Regions from separate parts of the Oryctolagus cuniculus genome. Here region 2 is linked to region 1. A link is a contact called in public Micro-C data. All regions are on one chromosome and are shown on one strand. Each heading gives the region's core, a stretch centred on a gene start, on an enhancer-like site or on the middle of the called end of the contact. The rest is flanking DNA. Distances are from core to core; before and after follow the strand shown. Region 1 holds the start of MRPS16 (mitochondrial ribosomal protein S16). Region 2 holds the start of ANXA7 (annexin A7).

Region 1 (4,012 bases), core at 923-3,422:
TCTCCAGCCACCAAATCCATGTTTCAGGTGAGAAAAAAGAACAAGAGGAGCAGGGGAACAAAAAGGCGTCCATGCTGCAGCTAATTCACCACCATTTAAAAGGCTTTCCTACCCAGTGACTTGAGCTTACATTTCATAGGCCACAGTTAGTCGGGTAGCTCCAAGAGAACCTGGAAGATGTGGCTTTTTAGCTGATTGCAGTACTGCCCTGAAAAGAAATTAAGATTTTATTGGTAAGAGATTGGGTATTCAGGAAGCAATCATGGCTCTACTACACATCTGGATTCCTAAAACTAAATTCAGTGCTAATATAAATCCATGATTCTTATAGGTTTGATTCCTATCTTTTACTTGCCAAACGAGAATACTACGCATTACCCAGGAGACGTTGGTGATAATATGAACACTTAAAAAAAAGTAATAAAACTATTTTACCAAAAAAGTACAAATCATGAATGTGCACAGCACTTGATGAATCTTCACAAAATAAACTTACCCATATCAGCAGCACAGTATTCTAGGGTCCTTTAATGGAGTTTCCATTGAATAGGGAATATAGCAAGAGCCGATTCCATGCCAAGGAACTATGTTCTTCAGCTTTGGGTCCACAAATGAGGGGTCTTCAAAGCCATAAAAGTATGACATATCTTCTTCCCTTCCTTCTTCTTATAGCTGAAATTGAAAGATGAGGCTCTGCTGGCAGAGATCCACATGGTACAGGAGACAGTTGGCTTTGGAAATCCATCTTTCTGATAACCATCCAACTGAAGAATTTTCTGTATGCACTCTTGAGCTCCTTTCCTTCCTGGCGAGTTTCACAATAGGAAGCCTGGCACGAAGAACCAGAATGTGAACCACAGACACAGACACATTCATGTGTTCCTTTGGCTGTGCTACTGGATGTTTTACTCATTGACAGTAAACGAGGTCACAACGAAAATGGAAATAAGAAATTTAAAAATCCATCAGTGTGGTAGTGTGGTTCTGGAGTTTATTAAAGTATATATGTAGTTATAATTGTTACATTAGTAACTACAGATTATTTATACAATTACCCATATAAAATTAAAGTGGAGTGGGTCGTTATTAGAATTTCTGTAACTTGTAAATTAAGGCATTATTTCCACAGGTGGCCTCGAAACTGATGATGGGTCACTGCCTTAGGGCAAAGGACAGAGCTGTGGACACGCCCTTGGTAAAATGGACAGACGGGTCTTTACTGAAGGTAGAGGTTCTGACTCCCTGTAACCAACCAAGGCTGCCTTCCTGTGCTTAAATCTCGAGGGCTCCATGAAGACGCCGGTGCCCTGTAAGGAACGCCAGCTCCTCAGCACTGAGGCCCTACGCTCTGCTCCTGCTTTTCTGGATCACAGCATGGCAAACACAGGAATCACGTTTCTCCTTTATTTTTTAAATGAAAGCTTAGGTCATTGATTTTGGACCTTCTTTTCTTTCTTTATTTGAAAGGCAGAGTTAGAAAGGGAGAGGGGTCTTCCATCCGCTGGTTCACTCCCCAAATGGGCGCAGTGGCAGGAGCTGAGCTGATCCGAGGCCAGGAGCCAGAAGCCTCCTCCAGGTCTTGGGCGCAGGGGCCCAAGCACTTGGGCCATCCTCCACTGCTCTCCAGGCCACAGCAGAGAGCTGGACTGGAAGAGGAGCGGCCGGGATGCCGGCACTGCAGGGGGCGGCTTCACCCACTAGGCCACAGCGCCGGCCCCTCGCCTCTATTTTGTTAAAGGCGTCATTGCCTCTATAGAGTCCGGGGAACTGCAGCGAAGGTGAGAGGCAAATTAGTGAACAGAGAAGGAAAAAGCCAACTCTTCATTTACAATACTTCTCCCATCTCGGAGCTAACAATATATTAAGTTTTCCCGAGGAAGTCCCGGTTTAGCTCCTGCAGGGTTCCCCCTGCACGGAGCGTCAGTCTTCCCACCACACTGAGCTTCCGGGGCCAGGAACCGCGCCCTGAGTCCTCGGCACGGCGCGTCGTTCCCAACGGGAGCAGAAGGATGTCCGCAGGGTGGGAGGTTTTGCAGGGCACTTAGCAGGCTCCTTCCCCAGGCCCGGTTCTCCCAGTCCGCCTCACTTCAGCGCCCGACCTCACCGACCCGCGGTTTGCAGTTCAAGTTAGCGCCAGTGGCACCGTGTTGCATTATGGGAAGGACTGAGGCGAAAAGAGGAAGAGGCGGGGCTAAGCGGCCCCTCGGCTTCCGGAAGCGGGGCTTTCGGGCTTGAGCGAAGGGCGCTGGGTCCCGGCCCGGGCGGTGCCTGTGGTCGGCGGCCGTCCTCTCTCCTGCCAGCGGCTCGGGAGCCGGTTGGTGCGGGCGGCGGGACGACCTGAGGCGTGACGCGCCGGCCGGACCATGGTCCACCTGAGTGAGTAATCGGGCCGCCGGAGACCGCCTGGCGGCCGCGGGGCATCTAAGGCGTTCGGACCGGGTGGAGCTGTGAGCTGCTAGGCGGGCTGGAGGTCACCCGAACCTGAAGCAGCCACTCTGCCTCACGAGTGAGTCTGCGCTTAGTAATCTTGGCACTTAGTCCTCGCTGCCACCCCCATCTCGTTTTTCAGACGAGACAACTAAGGCTGCCACAGGGTCGCGGCTAGTCTAGGGCAGGCTTCTGCAGAGTGCATTTGAGCCGAGGGTGGGCTTCTCTGGCCTGAGTAGCACACGGAAGACCAGAGTGGAAGTGCGGACATGGCAAGGGAAGAAGGGAATCGTTGCACGTGCTTCGTTTTGCGCATCTGTGCACTCCGTGCTTGCGTCCTAACCTCTGGTTTCTCCACAGCTGCCCTCCTCTGCAAGGCCTACCGTGGGGGCCACTTAACCATCCGCCTGGCCCTGGGTGGCTGCGCCAACCGCCCCTTCTACCGCATTGTGGCTGCTCACAACAAGTGCCCCAGGGATGGCCGTTTCGTGGAGCAGCTGGGTTCCTACGATCCACTGCCCAACAGTCATGGAGAAAAGCTCGTTGCCCTCAACCTAGACCGGATCCGGCATTGGATTGGCTGCGGGGCCCACCTCTCTAAGCCTATGGAAAAGCTTCTGGGTAACTGGGCTCTGGTCTTACCTCACTGAGGGGATTTTAAAGTGAAGACAGCTGCAGGATAACGGGGCTGCTCGGGACTGGAATGGGAAATGAAATTATGATCTAATCGTCATTTTTGAATTAGGACACCTCTTTCTTTTTTTAATGGTTGGCTCAACAGAGTTTTCATACCATTTATTTATTTAGACTTATTTTTTTAAAGATACTTATTTGAAAGGCAGAGAGAGAGAGAGAGAGAAGTCTTCCATCTGCTGGTTCACTACCCAAATGGCCGCAATGGCTGGAGCTGGGCCGATCCAAAGCCAGGAGCCAGGAGCTTCTTCTGGGTCTCCCATGCAGGTGCAGGGGCCCAAGGACTTGGGCCACCTTCTACTGCTTTCCTAGGCCGTAGCAGAGCTGGATCAGAAGTGGAGTAGCCAGGACTAGAACCAGCGGCCATATGGGATGCTGGCACTACAGGCCCTGCTACGCCACAGCACTGCCCCAAGACCTCTTATTATAGAGTTCTTTGTGACTTTTTGAGTGACTGGGGTTTTATGCTAAAAGTGGCGTAGTGTGTCTTGAATGGCCATCTGTCAGTTTACCTTTCATTCAAGTAAGGATAATGTTGGAAGACAGGCATCATCTGCTGTCTTCTTGCAGTAAAAGGAGGAAGTTGGGTGAAGAGGTAGCACCGAGTATCCTCGGTGCCTTTGGGGCAGAGTTCCAGGGAAATGTTGGCTTGTCCTGTGTTACAATAAATGAAAATCCTGTTGCTTTTAGGTCTTGCTGGCTTTTTCCCTCTGCATCCTATGACGATCACAAATGCTGAGAGACTGCGAAGGAAGCGAGCGAATGAAGTCCTCTTAGCTTCTCAGGAAACAGAGACAAAGTCTACAGAAACAGAAGCAAGCTGATTTCAGTGAGGATAGCAGTGGGAACAAGGTCAAGGTTCTCTTAAAACACTAGTGCACAACTCTTTATT
Region 2 (4,315 bases), core at 1,168-3,667, 130 kb before region 1:
GGAGTAACCTTGCCACCATGACATACGGTGGAGAATGTTCCAAGTAGAAGCAATAGAAAGTACAAAGGTCCTAAGAATTTTTGGTGTGTTGGGCACGAGATTGATATGTTTGGATAGAATGCCACTGTGACTAGAGTTTAATGTTTGAAAAGCCAGGTGAAAAGGAACTAGATGATTGAGGTAGACAGGAACCCTATTGGATAGGGCCTAATCAGGCGTCTAGATTTTATTCTGGCACCATTGGGAAGCTATTATAGGAGTTTATCCAAGGGAGTGACATGACTCAGTTTATTCTTTAGAAAGGTCACTCTGACTCAAAATTTCTTAATCTCAGTGCTATTCACATTTTGGACTGAGTAATTCTTCGTTGTAGGGAGGATTGTAGGGTACTGAGGTAAATTTCTGGCCTCTTGCCACTATATGCTACTCAAACTTCTCTCCCCTTGCCCACCCCTAGTTGTGAAAATCAAAAATGCCTCCAGATTTTGCTAAGTGTCTCCCAAGGGACAACATTACTGTTACAACTACAAAAAGTGTGTGTAAACAGACTGACACAGTGGGATGTTTATATTAGAATTACAGTGGCTCCTATTCACATGAACTCTAGAATATACGATAGCCTTCAGAGATGTTTTGTTCAATTTTTGCTAAGATCGTGAAGTTAAGCACTCATGTACTCTGACTCCACTTAACTGCCATAGTGGGCATCTACAGAAGATCCAGTTGAGAACTAAAGGGAATAATTAGGTCCATCAAAGCAAAGGCAAGGAAAAGCAAAAGATCAGAAGAGTTTGTCAGCAGGAGGGAGGTGGGCAACGTTTCAATCAAGTCTAAGTAGATAATTGTTAGGAAGTGGGCAGTGCTTGCTAGACAGGAAGTGTGAGAAAAGAAAGGGTCTGATTCTACAGTGCCTTGTATACTAGGAAAGATGGACAAGTTGGAAGGATAAAATGGTAGTATCTGATGAGACTTGGATATTTGGGCCTACAGGTCGGGAACATACTCCTTTCTGGTGATAAGGCAGAGGGAGGGGCGAGGAACACTGTAAACAAAGGAGTAGCCTAGGCTTCTCCGGAACGATTAAATTCTGGTGGAATCTGGGGGCAGGTATGACAGAAAGGCCTTTTACTTGCCAGATACAGAGACTAGTGGGAGCTGGGGAAAGTAAGGGTACCCAGAGTCTTGGGTGGTTTGGTCTGTCGTTGAGTTTGGCAGTGACTGATAGCTGCATTCTCAGGTACTTTCCACTTTACCCGTTTTGGGTACGTGTGTATGTTGCTCTTTCCACTTGAAATCTTAATCCACCCTGCTCCACTTCCACAAGATTTTGCATAGAAATGCATGTAAAATAATAGCTTTAAGGTTCTCAAACTCGAGTGTGCATCAGAACCACCCGAGAGGACCCTACTCTGGGCCTGGAGTTTCAGTCAGTGCTTGTAAGGTCTAGCCCAAGAATTTGTATTTATTTGTTTTTTGTTGTTGTTTTGTTGTTTTTTGGTTTTTTTTTTTTGAAGATTTATTCTTTCATTTGACAGAGTTACGGACAGTGAGAGAGACAGAGAGAAAGCAGAGAGAAAGGTCTTCCCTCTACTGGTTCACTCCCCAAATGGCCGCCACGGCTGGTTCTGTGCCAATCCGAAGCCATGAGCCAGGTGCCCCCTCCTGGTCTCCTATGCGGGTGCAGGGCCCAAGCACTTGGGCCACCCTCTGCTGCCCTCCCGGGCCACAGCAGAGAGCTGGACTGGAAGAGGAGCAACCGGGACCAGAACCCGGCGCCCACATGGGATGCTGGCGCCGCAGGCAGAGGATTAACCAAGTGAGCCGTGGCGCGGGGCCCCCAAGAATTTGTATTTCTAACAGGTTTCCAGATGATGACACTGCTCTAGGGACCACATTCTGAGAACCACTGTGAAAGGTTGAGTGGTTTTTGCCCTGGAATACAAATTCCTTAACCCGTTTTCAGATATTGGTGTGAGCCCTTGTAATTGCCTCAAATGTTCACTTCTGGTGTGTGTTTAATGCTGTCATGAAGGGAGCCTAGAATCACCTAAGAACTCGCTCGCGGAGTCGTTTTTGATTAGTACATCCTCACTTCCTGGCTGTGCAGAAGAACCAATAACCACTATTTCACAGGTGGCTAATACAAAACGCTGTGCTTGTCGCCGGAAGATGCCTGAAGGACGGCATTTCACAGGCAGAGAGTAGTGTCAGCCCCTCTCCCCCGCCCACCACGGAAGGGGCTCGGGGATCCCCCGAGAACCACTGCAACTCCCTTACTCCCTAGAGCGCAGGGATTGCGGTGGGAGCCTGGGGACCGAGAAATGTGATAAAACCGGCTGGGTCACTGGAAGGGAGCGACTTTTCCCGCAGGTGGGGCCGCGGGGCGGGGCGAGGGGAAAGGTCGGCCCGCGCCGGGCTCCGGCGGGGCGGTCCCAGCTGCAGCGGCGCTGCTAACGGGCTCGCGCCGCCGCCGGCGTCCCGCCCGCCCTCGGCCGGCCCAGGCTCCATCTTGCTGACGAGCAGGTTGTGCTGTGACGCTGCCGCTCCCTCAGGTGAGCCTTGGCGGCCCCTCTTCCCACTCTCCCCCGACCCTGACCTCGCACGGCTCGGTCACCTTGCCCCCGGCCAGCTCTGGGGCCCGCGGTCCCGGAGATGTTGGCGCTTTGCGTGTGTCCCCGCTTCAGGGCGTGGCGGAGGGGCGGGGAGGGTCTAGGAGTGGGGTTGGGGGTGGGCAGCGGCTCGGGACCCGGCTGCGAGGTGGGCGCGCGTGGAGGTGGACGCGGGTGGCGGCGCCTGGGAGAGAGGAGGGGGTCTCGGCCGTCGCTTGGCGGCGCGCAGATCCGAGCGGGCAGGGACGGCCGGCCCTCAGGTGGAGGGGCTGAGGCCAGGGGTGGCCTTGCTGACGCCCCCGCAGCGGAGGCCGAGTAGGAGCGTTACTGAAGACCACGCCTGGCTGGGGACCGCGCGCTCTGGTGACACTGCATATTTAGGGAAACTTGGGACGTTGCTGTGCGTAGTTAACCCTAGGGCGTGCGCCAGCCCGAGGTCGTACGTTGCTTCGGGTTCACAACTCTTAACTACTCGAGGAAAGAGCATTCCGGGTTTGATTCCCGTTCCGTGACCTGCGGCGGACCCTTCCCAGGGAAACCAAGGCACCGAGGGAGAGCCGGCCGGTGTCTGCCGTGAGGTGACACTGTCTGCCTCTTGCCTTCAGACTCCCCGGTTGCTGCCAGCCGATGGGGAGCTGATGCGATAGTCATCTGCCCTGATTAGGTACCGAGTGTAACGATTGGCTTCTCAGGTGCGAAAGGCTTTGCGAGCGCTAGGTAGGCGGCTGCAGGAGTCGGCCCCTGCGGACCTCGACTGCTTTTCAGCCCTCAGCGCCTCTCCCAGGGCAGGGCCAGTCGTGCCCTCCACGCTTTTTTTTTTTTTTTTCCGTTCCGGACCTAGAGGCCAGTTTTGGAAAATTGTATCTGCTGTTGCCTAACTTTAGTCACTTTTCCTGTTGTTTCCCTCCTCCTCCTTTTTTTTTTTTTTTTTAACCCCACCCCCACCCCGCGTAAGTTTGCAACAGCTGCCTCTTGTCCCTGGGCTGCATGCCATCCGTGAGACGCCCATGGTGGGCCCCTCCCCTTTTACTAGGTGACTCACTGGGTGGAGATTGGTTTGGAGAAGCAACAATAATTTTCTGGTTTTAAAAAAGTGATTGCTGACAGAGAATGTTTAAAAGAAAACCTCTGGTTCACCAGTAGAGTCTCATTCACTGGGCAAGGCTAAGTCATTTGTTGAGTCACATTTTGTGATTATTTTTTTAATCTACTGTTTGAATAGATGATACAGACATAATTCTGAAAGTGCTCAAGGTACACTGGAAAGTAAGCCTCCCTCCAGGAGCCACCGTTTTATACTTCCTTGAATATCCTTTCAGGAATATTCTGTACATATACTACACGAGACAATAAGTGTATTTTTTTTACTCATAAGTTTGCAGACCTCTTGTGCACTTTTTTACTTTTTCCCCCTTCATATTAAGTGTTGGAGATGATTTAATGTTTGAATTTAAAAACTTTTTTTAAGATTTATTTTATTATTTATATGAAAGAGTTATACAGAGAGAAGGAGAGGCCGAGAGAGAGAGGTCTTCCATCCGCTGGTTCCCTCTCCAATTGGCCACAACAGGCTGCAGCTGTGCCAGTCCGAAGCCAGAAGCCAAGAGCTTCTTCCGGGTCTCCCACACAGGTGCAGGGGTCCAAGGACTTGGGCCATCGCCTGCTTTCCCAAGCCATCGCAGAGAGCTTGAATGGAAGTGGAGCAG

What was found. Hi-C and Micro-C count contacts between places; a contact is called where the count stands out from the background.
Region 2: a Micro-C map of ear pinna shows a contact between it and region 1, with 5 times the contacts expected there. The contact joins the promoter of ANXA7 here to the promoter of MRPS16 in region 1. A contact is called at or near these places in 2 of 6 Hi-C or Micro-C datasets (ear pinna and skin fibroblasts).

The regions. Positions count from the first base shown.
Region 1 is chr15:64,384,879-64,388,890 of mOryCun1.1, reverse strand. It overlaps MRPS16 (mitochondrial ribosomal protein S16), which reads left to right and starts at 2,172. Exons shown (of 3, transcript XM_002718420.5): 1 at 2,172-2,376; 2 at 2,788-3,048; 3 at 3,811-4,012. The coding sequence starts at 2,364. The coding sequence ends at 3,944. It overlaps CFAP70 (cilia and flagella associated protein 70), which reads left to right. Exons shown (of 27, transcript XM_070057822.1): 27 at 1,130-1,399. The coding sequence ends at 1,276.
Region 2 is chr15:64,513,923-64,518,237 of mOryCun1.1, reverse strand. It overlaps ANXA7 (annexin A7), which reads left to right and starts at 2,417. Exons shown (of 13, transcript XM_070057842.1): 1 at 2,417-2,552.